Linked DNA regions of Zea mays: region 2 is linked to region 1. The links are chromatin contacts, called in public Hi-C maps. All regions are on one chromosome and are shown on one strand. Each heading gives the region's core, a stretch centred on a gene start, on an enhancer-like site or on the middle of the called end of the contact. The rest is flanking DNA. Distances are from core to core; before and after follow the strand shown. Region 1 holds the start of LOC100381743 (putative anion transporter 5). Region 2 holds the start of LOC100277560.

Region 1 (5,052 bases), core at 1,263-3,762:
TCGCCAGTCGAAAAGATTAAAAAAATGACAGAGCTGAAGATACAAAGGTATGCCGGAACAAAGAAGACTGTTTTCCAGGTTTCCGAGTCTGTTAGATCCTTGTTAGAAGCCTTCGCCGCCTCCAGGATATTACCAGTGAGGCCGACGCCAATAATCCCAGCCAGTGTCCCCGCCGTGTTAGAGACGCCCATCACTATCCCTGCAAACTTCGGAGCAACATCCATGTGGTTTACGGCAAACCCTGCTCTTCCCAGGGCAAGAAAACCGAGGGATATCGCCGAACACGTTACAGTGCCTGAGGGTGTGCTGAATAAAGGAAGGGCCATGAGTGCAAATGCTGAGACGATGAATCCGATGGTGTTCAGAAGCTTCCTCGTCTTGGTAACAGACAGAATCCTCCTTGTAATCAAGTGATCGGCGATCACACCACCGATGTTGGAGAAAATGAACATGTTGAAATAAGGGAGCATCTTTGAGGAACCCATGTCCTGGAGGCTAAGCTTGAGGCCAAGCTCAAAATAGGTAGGGAGCCAGTTCATAAGAACATACAGGGCATAGTGGAAGGTGAAGTTGTTTACAACGATTGCCCAAACAGGTAGACTGAATATTATCCTTCGCCACGGGATCTTTACTGTGCGAGGTGCAACAACCCCTCCTGCTTGTGCCTTAATCATGTCCCGAGATGCCACTTTCGGCATCGATACCTTTGGAAGATCGGTACGAGGTGGGTCGCTGGAAAATTTCAACCATATGACAGACCATGCTACTCCCAGCACTGCTTCGACAAAGAAAACTGACTGGGGTCCCGTGTGCTTCACCAGACTTGGGAAGAAAAGCATGCCACCAGCTGCACCAAGATACATCCCCGAGGTAGTGAGAGATACCGAGCGAGAGCGCTCCTGCGGTGGCACCCACTGCGCCAGAACAGTGTGAATGGCAGGGAATATGAAACCTTGTGCTACACCGACAAATAGGCGAGAAAGGACCAGAATGGTTACTCTGTTGGGGTCGAGTGGGATTAAACCACATATCATAGACCACAATACAAATGACAGTAGCAGAACACGTCTGCCTCCTATTCTCTGTGCTGCCCATCCACCAGGAATCTGTGATAAAACATAACCATAATAGAACATAGAGAGTATCATGCCCTTGTTGGCCTGATTCACACCAATGGCATCGGCTGCAACAGTGTAAGCAATCGAGAAACCCACGCGCTCAATGTAGCAAACATTTGTGCAGATGAATGTCAGCAATACTATGAGATAACGTTTCGGGAACCTCATTCTCACCATTGATGATCTGAGATGAAGCAACTTTTTTTACCAGACTTAGTCAGGCCAGAACTTGCTGACCTCCCATGAATATTCACCAGGATTTACCATAAGACTGATTCTCTTCCGTCCATCTTAGAGGATACTACAATCTGGAGTGTAAAAATTACTGATCATTGGTTCTTTACATATCCTTATCAGTTAACTGATCTCATACACAAATTAACAGAGACAATCTTGATATGCTGCGCTGAACTGAAAAGACCTGCCCAAAAACAAAACAAAAAAAAGGAGCAAAATTTAGAAACATCAAGAACTCCAAATGATCATACTTCGATTTAGCTGACCAACTAAAAGAATAGCTGAAATTATACACAAGATTTGAGCATGCTTGAAATATTTTTTTATAATATAAAAAAGGGTGATCTGAAGGGCATAAAACGTGTCACAACATCTACAACCCAAAGATTCTAGGTAGGAAACAACAAGACTTGCATAAGTAAACTTGGATTTTGGCTTCTCGAGGGAAAATAAATGCTGCTCCTGGAAAACGACAGAACAAGCCAGTCTACAAGACTACACTTTGGGAGCCAGATCTTGCTAAAATCCAAGCAGTGAAAAGCAAGCTTTTGCTATAAGATATTACAAAACTTGGCCAGAGAAAATGACCTGCCACTGCACTGTCTGGGTTAGATCTTGCTCGGATTCCAAGTACTAGCTTTTTGCATGTAAGATGCTAGAAATCAAATGCTCAGAGCTCGAATTAGCTTGGCCCCAAGCTCGAGTCCAGGGGCAGACCCAGGTCCAACAATTTCTGCAAAAAAAGAAAAAAAAACGAAGTTTATAGGCATAACATACTTGTAATTGGATCAGATCAGATCCGAATACAAATAGCTCCGGCTAGGGTATAAGCGCTCGGTTTCGAACAGCAGAACGGACGAGAAGGGGTGAGCGTACCTGGTGGGTGCTCGTCGCCGGCGCAGTCCCGAAGATAGACACTTGGGCACCTGCGTAGGGCGGCGGCGCAGCGCAGTCGTCGCCACTAGAGACAGAGAGACCGGGGCACGGGAGAATCACGAGAGAGAGAGAGAGAGTATGCAAGAGGGGATGCGATGGCCCTTTGCTAGGGCTCCCAGTCCCAGCCCACTTCCACCCGCTCCAGCTCCAGAGCTCCCACTTGCTCCGCCTCCCTCGGTCCCTCCCGCACCTGGCTCGAAGCGGCACCGTTTCGCAACAACTTCAGCTTCGGAGCAGGCGAGCAGCGGCGGTCCTGATATTAGATCCGAAATCAGATTTAAAATAAAGATCCTTAGAAAACTTTTATATAGAAAATTATTAATTTTTTTCATAATGGAAACCTGAGTTCCGGCTTTAGATAGAAAATTATTAATATAAACACTTATGATACATCTAAATTTATTTATATCAAGCAAAAAATAAATAAAAAGATACGTATTATGATACTATCTTAAAAGTTCCTTTCAAACTATTAGATCATTTCCTTTCCTTATATTTAAAGCCCTTATATTTAAAGCCGAACGGAAACGAGCCGAACTAGACTGTCCACGTCATCCTTTATTTTTCAGTCGTCCAATCGAGCACCGATGGTCCGTGAAACCTTTCACCCCTCTGTCCCGTGAAGCTTCCATTAACCGAATCCTTCCACACACTCTTTCCCACGAAGCTTGCAGGAGCTTGACCTTGCGCACAATTCCTCTCCTCTCCTAGCTGGCTAAACGTTGCATCCCCATCTCCTGTGGTGTTGACGCAGATCTCTCATCCTCTCCATTCCACATAGCCAAATCGCAACTCCATCCTCTTCGGAAGTATTCTCTCCCCAAGATTTCAGAGCAGAGAAGGTTGCGTCGTTCCCACACTGAGACCACCAGGTAAGGAGCATCATCAGTCAGTACTTTGCTTCTGCTCTCGGATTAGGTTAGTTTGGGGCTTGTGTTCTTGATTAGGACTGGGATTAGTCTACGAGCTGCTAGATGCGGAGGCAATACTAGGACCTCTACCTGCTAGCTATTAACTGGTACCCTACAGATTTTTTTCTATGACTCCATATGCAAATCCATTTCTTTTTTTGGCTATTAAATTTGTCTAGATTCAGTGAGTAAAGTAACATCAATTATTGTCACTAAAATACTTTTACAGATATCTTATATATCTGAGTATGATTGACAACGTTTTTTATTTACTGCTATTATAATATGAAATTCAGTTATCTGGCACCCTACATAGTTTGGGGCTTGTGTTCTTGATTAGGACTGGGATTAGTCTACGAGCTGCTAGATGCGGAGGCAATACTGGAACCTCTACCTGCTAGCTATTAACTGGTACCCTACAGATTTTTTTCTATAACTCCATATGCAAATCCATTTCTTTTTTTTGGCTATTAAATTTGTCTAGATTCAGTGAGTAAAGTAACACCAATTATTGTCACTAAAATACTTTTACAGATATCTTACATATCTGAGTATGATTGACAATGTTTTTTATTTACTGCTATTCTAATATGAAATTCAGTTATCTGGCACCCTACATATTTATTCTGTAACTTCATATACTAATCCATTTCTTTTTGGCTATTAAATTTGTCTAGATTCACTTAGTAAAATAACACCAATTATTGTCACTAAAATACTTTTGTTGCAATGTCATGTATTTTACAATCTTGCTACTATAGTGTTCTATATTTCACCCATATAAAATGAATTAGTTCTCCAAAAACAGAAACTCTATTGCTCTCCATATATAATGACTCATTTTTTTTCTTTCTCAAAACAATGGCAATGTTCCAAGCTTCACATTTGGAAAAAGAAAAGAAAGCCTAGATGGCGCGTCATCTTTGTTGCGACACTGTCACAGGCGGCTAGGCTCCCCGCTTCACTGCCTCCCTCTTCGTGCTACCTCAGCTTTCATATTGCCGCTTCTCAGTTCTCACAGGTACTAACTATTTTTCCAACACGCTTTCTCAGACCAGAGATATCTTTTTTTACTGTTAGCTTTCTTCGTGCGCCCCTCCATTGTTGTACACTGCTGGACTCATCCGTGTCTGCTCCACATCCTACAACTTACTGATCTACTACTACTGCATTTGATTGTCTTTTTTTGTTCCCAGCTGAGCTATGTGAATTATGTGTGCTAGCAGCAGAGTTCAGTTCCCACTCTCACCCTTATTGCTCTGTTTTGTTCTGTGCAATCTCCTTTTCCTCTCTTCAATCCAAGAAACTGTTTTTGGTTGCAATTTGCACACACTGCTTTTCCATTCAGATAACATTAGGTTGCTTGCTGCCTGCCTCTCTGCTTCTCAGCTCCTCTGCTACATGCAATTGAATCGTTCTAGCATGTAGGAACTGAAACAGCAAGACAATTTTAGCAACCTGAAATTCGTGTATACCAAAAGGCAGTTTGTGGGCATACCAGTTGCGTCGAATGGAAGACTAAAAAACTCACCCTCATCTCATAGGTTTCCCTAATTTGTTGTGGGTGAATTCCTATCATTATGTGTCATATCCTCTTCGACTATACAATCCAAGAATTATGAGCACAATTTAAATATCCATGCAAGTGAACCTACAAACATGATTAAGAAGGGCAATTATTAGCACAAAAATGAGTGCCACCACTAGAAAGCGTTCTCTCCAATCAAAGCTAGATTCCTTTTTCATGATGGTCATCTCCAACGCTAATCTTAGATCAGCCAAATTGTTCTTTCCTCAAGTTCATATAAGAAGGGAAACATCAGGAAAAACTCGGAGGCAAGTCGGTGTGT
Region 2 (5,052 bases), core at 782-3,281, 390 kb before region 1:
ACAGTGTTCCATACTTCTTCTAGCTACTTGCTAAGCAAGAAGAAGCTATACAAGATGTACTACCGTAGTCTTGAAAACAAAGAAGAGATGTTTCTGAAAGGAATGAAGCACCATTAACGTTTATTTAAATTAGAAGTGCACTCTCTCCTGGTTCATATTTATAAAGAAATTAAGATGCACTAAGCAATTTGATGAAACCAGCATGACAATAAATGACCCCAAGACCCTTACCCGATCCAAGAATCAACCGAAATTTATGGAACAATGGTAAGAGGTGTTTTCATAAAATCTGTTCCTGCTGCCTCCCTTCATCTCCTTTTTTTTGTTCTCTCTAGACATAAATCTTCCAGATTTTCAATCGAACTTAGCAAACCAACACTAATTCTGGTCATTACGTAGACCCCTAACAACACAATGATCATAATTTCCCCAAGAAAGAACCGACAAACATGTAATGCTAATATCTAACCGAATTGTGACAGGGTTAGATTATGGTTCTGAAACCTGATTCCTGGAGGTATCTGTACACGGCAGCATTCAGCTCAGTTGCTGTGAGGGCCTGAGGCCCCTTTTTCTCCATTGGAAACCACACTGAAAGAACCAACCCTTTCTTGGAGTCTAGCAGGTAGTAACAAATATGTCACTGAAGATTTGGCAGCTGCAATAGTAAGATAATAAGGGTATCTTACCCAAACATTCCGGCAACAAAAAAAGTTCTTGACAATTCTTGTAAAATAATAAAAAACTTAAAATTGGCTGTATCTGAGCTCTATGCTGGAAATTTCATGAAGCCAGAAACATCAGAGTTCAGAGGTGCCAATTTTTTGCATAGTGAATAATCAGCATTGCCAAAATTCGGTAACAGACATACTTGACAACGATCAAGAATTGACCAGACCTTTGTCTAACAGTAAAACGAAATTCTGATGCAAGCAGCTACCTGGTGAACCTGGCCAACACTATGAATTTACCTAACAAGCAATAACTGGGGAATGGTGCAATAACAACCAACAGCACTGAACTCGGAGAGTTCCATCCAATTAATGTCATAACTTCCATCTAGACTGAGCAAGCCAAAAGTGGAAGAAGTATTTATGTTTCATAGTCGAGGCTTAACACGAACTCAAAAGCTCCGAATCCTAACCAAAGTGAGGAGTTGACTAAGAAGGATAAAAAAATCAACATAATCCATTGACCATTGTGCATATTTAGGAACGAACTACGAGACATCCGCTTGGTGTTCAAACCGAGCAGGGGAAACGAATGTTGACCAGATAAATGCCTTTTGGGAGAGGCGCGAAGAACTCACGCCTTTGTCTAGGATGGATTGACATTGTCACAAAGGGATAAAAAATACTGATCTATCTGAGGAAAAGAGAATCACATTCGTTGTTATCGAGCGATTCAACACTAAAAGCAAGAAAAGCCGAACCTTTTGTTTTTTCAGAAATTAACCAAGAACCAACAATATATACCATCTATACGGTCCGTGGAGTCTAAACACCATTGACCAAGAAAGAATGCCCAAATAAACAGTGCGAGAACCCTAGCGATCCGCCATTGGGATTTGGGAGACCAAGAACAAAATGCCTGCCATACTCCGCTAGCCAATTCGATGAAACCCCAAAGCAAGGAAGTGAGGAACAAGAACGCTGGAGTCACCATCCAAGAAATGAAGAACCAAGAAACACAAAATTTCTGCACGGGCGGAGCGGGGCTTGAGGCCAAACCTGAGACGCTCTGGAGGCAGCGGTGCACGGTGGCGGGCGCAAATGTGGTCGACGTGAGCGCCCGGCGGATCAGGAGATCGTACGACGGCGCGGCGGGGAGCAACAGGAAGAGAGGGGAAGCGGCGAAGGGGTTCGAGTTCTTGTCTTGACGCTGCCGATTGCCGACGACGACGAGAAATCTTGACTGCGCGGGTTTGGGCTCTCGCCTCTCGGTCGGGAAGAAGGCCAGAAGAGCAGCTTCAGAGGAGAAAGGTTTTATAAGTACTGCGCAGTGGGACCAGATCGATTGGATGCGGGCCAGGGAGGCAGGGAGCGTATGGAGCCGAGCGTATGGAACGGCCATATTAAAGTTACTGTTACAGAGAGAGAAAATTATGAGTGATAAGAAATACCCCTTCCATAAAAAAACAACAATTCTCCATTTTCAAAAGATCAAACGATTTAACAAAACTATATAAAAAAGCTACTAACATGAAAAAGTTTGAATAACTGGATATTACGTTTATAAATGTTTCTAATTTTTATTTCTATCGTTATTGAAAAAAACTAACTTAAACTAAATATTCATTGTGTCCAATCACAACGACTACTGTGTAATCAGATCTTATGTACAACATGCAAGCAAGCGAGACTCATAATCCGTTATATCATGATTCAAACGTATATATAACATTAATTTATAAATGTGAAACGAGCACTCGAATTATAAACGTGATAATGCAAACCGAGCACTCGAATCCACACCCGCTTGCTCTAAACATTTGAGGGTAACCACCATACCACACATACCTTAATGTTTACAAATAAATAATAATTATATTTAAATAAATATCCCAATAACTATTTATCTATACTAGTCAATTAAGAATCTAATGTGGACACTCTGGGCTACTACCATGTGGACACGCTGACATTGTAGACCCGTTTCCACGCTCTCTAACTGGTTCTCCCGCCCTTCTCTCAGGTACTGCCCTATGGATCCCAGCACCCACACAGTCAGCTACTGCGTCTGCTCAGCATCCGACCCCACCCACGCAGCTACCACACCACACAAAAAAAGTACAAAGCAAACACTCAAACCCACACCCTAGCTCCGGAAATTTGGTGCTAACCATCAAACCACACGTACCTTAGTGTTTAGAAATAAACAATAATTATATTTGAATAAATATCTTAATACCTATTTGGCTTACTGTTACTATTAATCGAAATAGACAAATCCTAAGCTGATAATACAAGATCGAAATAAAGAGAGATTCCTATTGAGAACATTTATTGTTTAGAGAAGAGATTCTTATTGAAGGAACACCACCCCTTTATTATCTAGTATCATACAACATTTAGAACACATATGATATACAAATACAGACATAGCAAAAACATACTCTATCCATACCAATTATATAGCGAGACACCACAATGCATCTTCGTGCACATCACAAATGGCAATGATCGTCCGACTCAGAATGACTAAGACACGAAGACATGTGCCGGCGCCCGTGCACGCGTGTCATGGCCTACACCACAATCTCCAGTGTCCACCAGTGCATCTCCACAACTTTAGAGGAATGACCAAAAATAGTAGTTTGCCCACTCTTGAAAGATCTCAAAGCATATTCCTTTTCCTGCAAAAAGGAGTAGCAATTACATTGGTAAAAGAAAGAGCATTGTTGAAAAACATCTTAGTTTATAACAAACAACCACAAACTTCAAAAAAATCAATTGTTCAGTTTATAGACTATAGAGTTCTACCCCCAGACTTGTGGATTTGGTCTAATCCTATGTCCCCACAATTAGGATGTCAAACAATATAGTAATGTAGGGTTGTTGGCTATTTTACTGTGAATCGGGGCCTAATTATTTTTGTAAACATGATGCAGTTAGTTAAGGAATTTAGAAGAGAATCAGAACCAACTAACTAACAATTATATATGCCTCCACAACTCCATCGAGAACTAAATGTTTAGCTAAGTTTGAAACGAGAGGAATCTAGAAATCACTTCATTTATTATGTGCCGGTATGCAGGACGACTCGAGATATTCAGTCAGCTTAGTGATGAAAACTTTGCATTGTGTCTAAAATGTGATACATGACAGTAAACTGACAGGCACCATTCTTATTAACCTACCAAAAACCACAAGCAGAAAACTAAGACCATTCGTTTGCATAGAAACAAAGAGACCAAAAAATGTCACTTTCGGTTGAAGTCCACATCAAATATCTTACTTTCATGTCTCATTCGTTTGCAAGGAGGAAAAACTCCTAGAATACAACTGTCTAAATGTCAATCAAAACAATCTAGGTACATGATATTGCATTATATAAGCGTACATGCCAAACAGTGAAACAACCTCGATGAAGGCATCAAAATTCAGAAGGTAACAAATGAGACATGAAAGTAAATGCATCTGCATTTCCATGCTAGGGCCAGGACGCACTATGTGTTGTTATGGTGTGGGTTCAGAGGAGAAAAGTTGAGGTTGTCCACGGCGATTCCTCTAAATTCCGCTATAGTGTAGATTCCTCCCTCTATATCTATATTTGGACCTCTCGGTTGCCCCTATATTTCCCCCTACAACCCACCTGTCGGGGGCGATAATTATGGACACCCAAATTACCCCCTAACAAACGCACTCAGAGACATAAGGACTAAACTCCCGAGGGGTGACAGCCGAGCCACCTATAAAAAGACGAGATGTCCCCCCGAGGGTCTCTCACCTCGAGCGGAGCTCCGCCTCGCCCGGAGTCGACACCACTCACTCCGCCTCGCCCGAGGTCGCCTCAGCCCAGTCCGTCTCACCCGAGCCGGCCTCGAGCAAATAGGACAAGGGCGCTCGAAAACAGGCAGGGGACAGGCGCATTTAATGCGTGTGCCAACCCGCGCTGTGGCAGTAGAGCACAGTGGTGGACAAGACAACGATCACGTCTAAGCGCAACGATATGATTACGCCTGTGCCAAACAATGCGCGCATGCCGGCTGGCACCCTTCGATGGGACACCTAATACAACAAGCCAAGCGGACGAGCCTTCGGGTGTAATCTCTCTGCCTCGCCCGACCCAAGCTCAGTCATCGGGAAAATTCTCTGCCTCGCCCGAGCTCGGCCTCGGCCACCGACTACGTCATGAATCCCGTAGACAGCAACTCCGCCCGACTGTAGCGCACGTCAAAGAGATGGCTCGGCTGGCACCTCAGGAAGACTTCTGCATCAACCAAGCGAGGGCTTTGATCTAGATAAGTGCTGCAGAGAATCTCGACGTCATCACGTTCCAGGACGATGATGCACACCGTAAGCAGCCTTTGGCCCATACCCCACCGCTGTT

The links. Hi-C and Micro-C count contacts between places; a contact is called where the count stands out from the background.
Region 2: a contact with region 1 is called in a Hi-C map of tassel, with 3 times the contacts expected there. The contact joins the promoter of LOC100277560 here to the promoter of LOC100381743 in region 1. A contact is called at or near these places in 3 of 25 Hi-C or Micro-C datasets (bundle sheath, ear and tassel).

Annotation. Positions count from the first base shown.
Region 1 is chr1:261,780,227-261,785,278 of Zm-B73-REFERENCE-NAM-5.0, reverse strand. LOC100381743 (putative anion transporter 5) reads right to left here and starts at 2,512. Exons shown (of 3, transcript NM_001174548.1): 1 at 2,232-2,512; 2 at 1,944-2,088; 3 at 1-1,539. The coding sequence starts at 1,295.
Region 2 is chr1:262,169,103-262,174,154 of Zm-B73-REFERENCE-NAM-5.0, reverse strand. It overlaps LOC100277560, which reads right to left and starts at 2,031. Exons shown (of 4, transcript NM_001151084.1): 1 at 1,731-2,031; 2 at 505-658. The coding sequence starts at 580.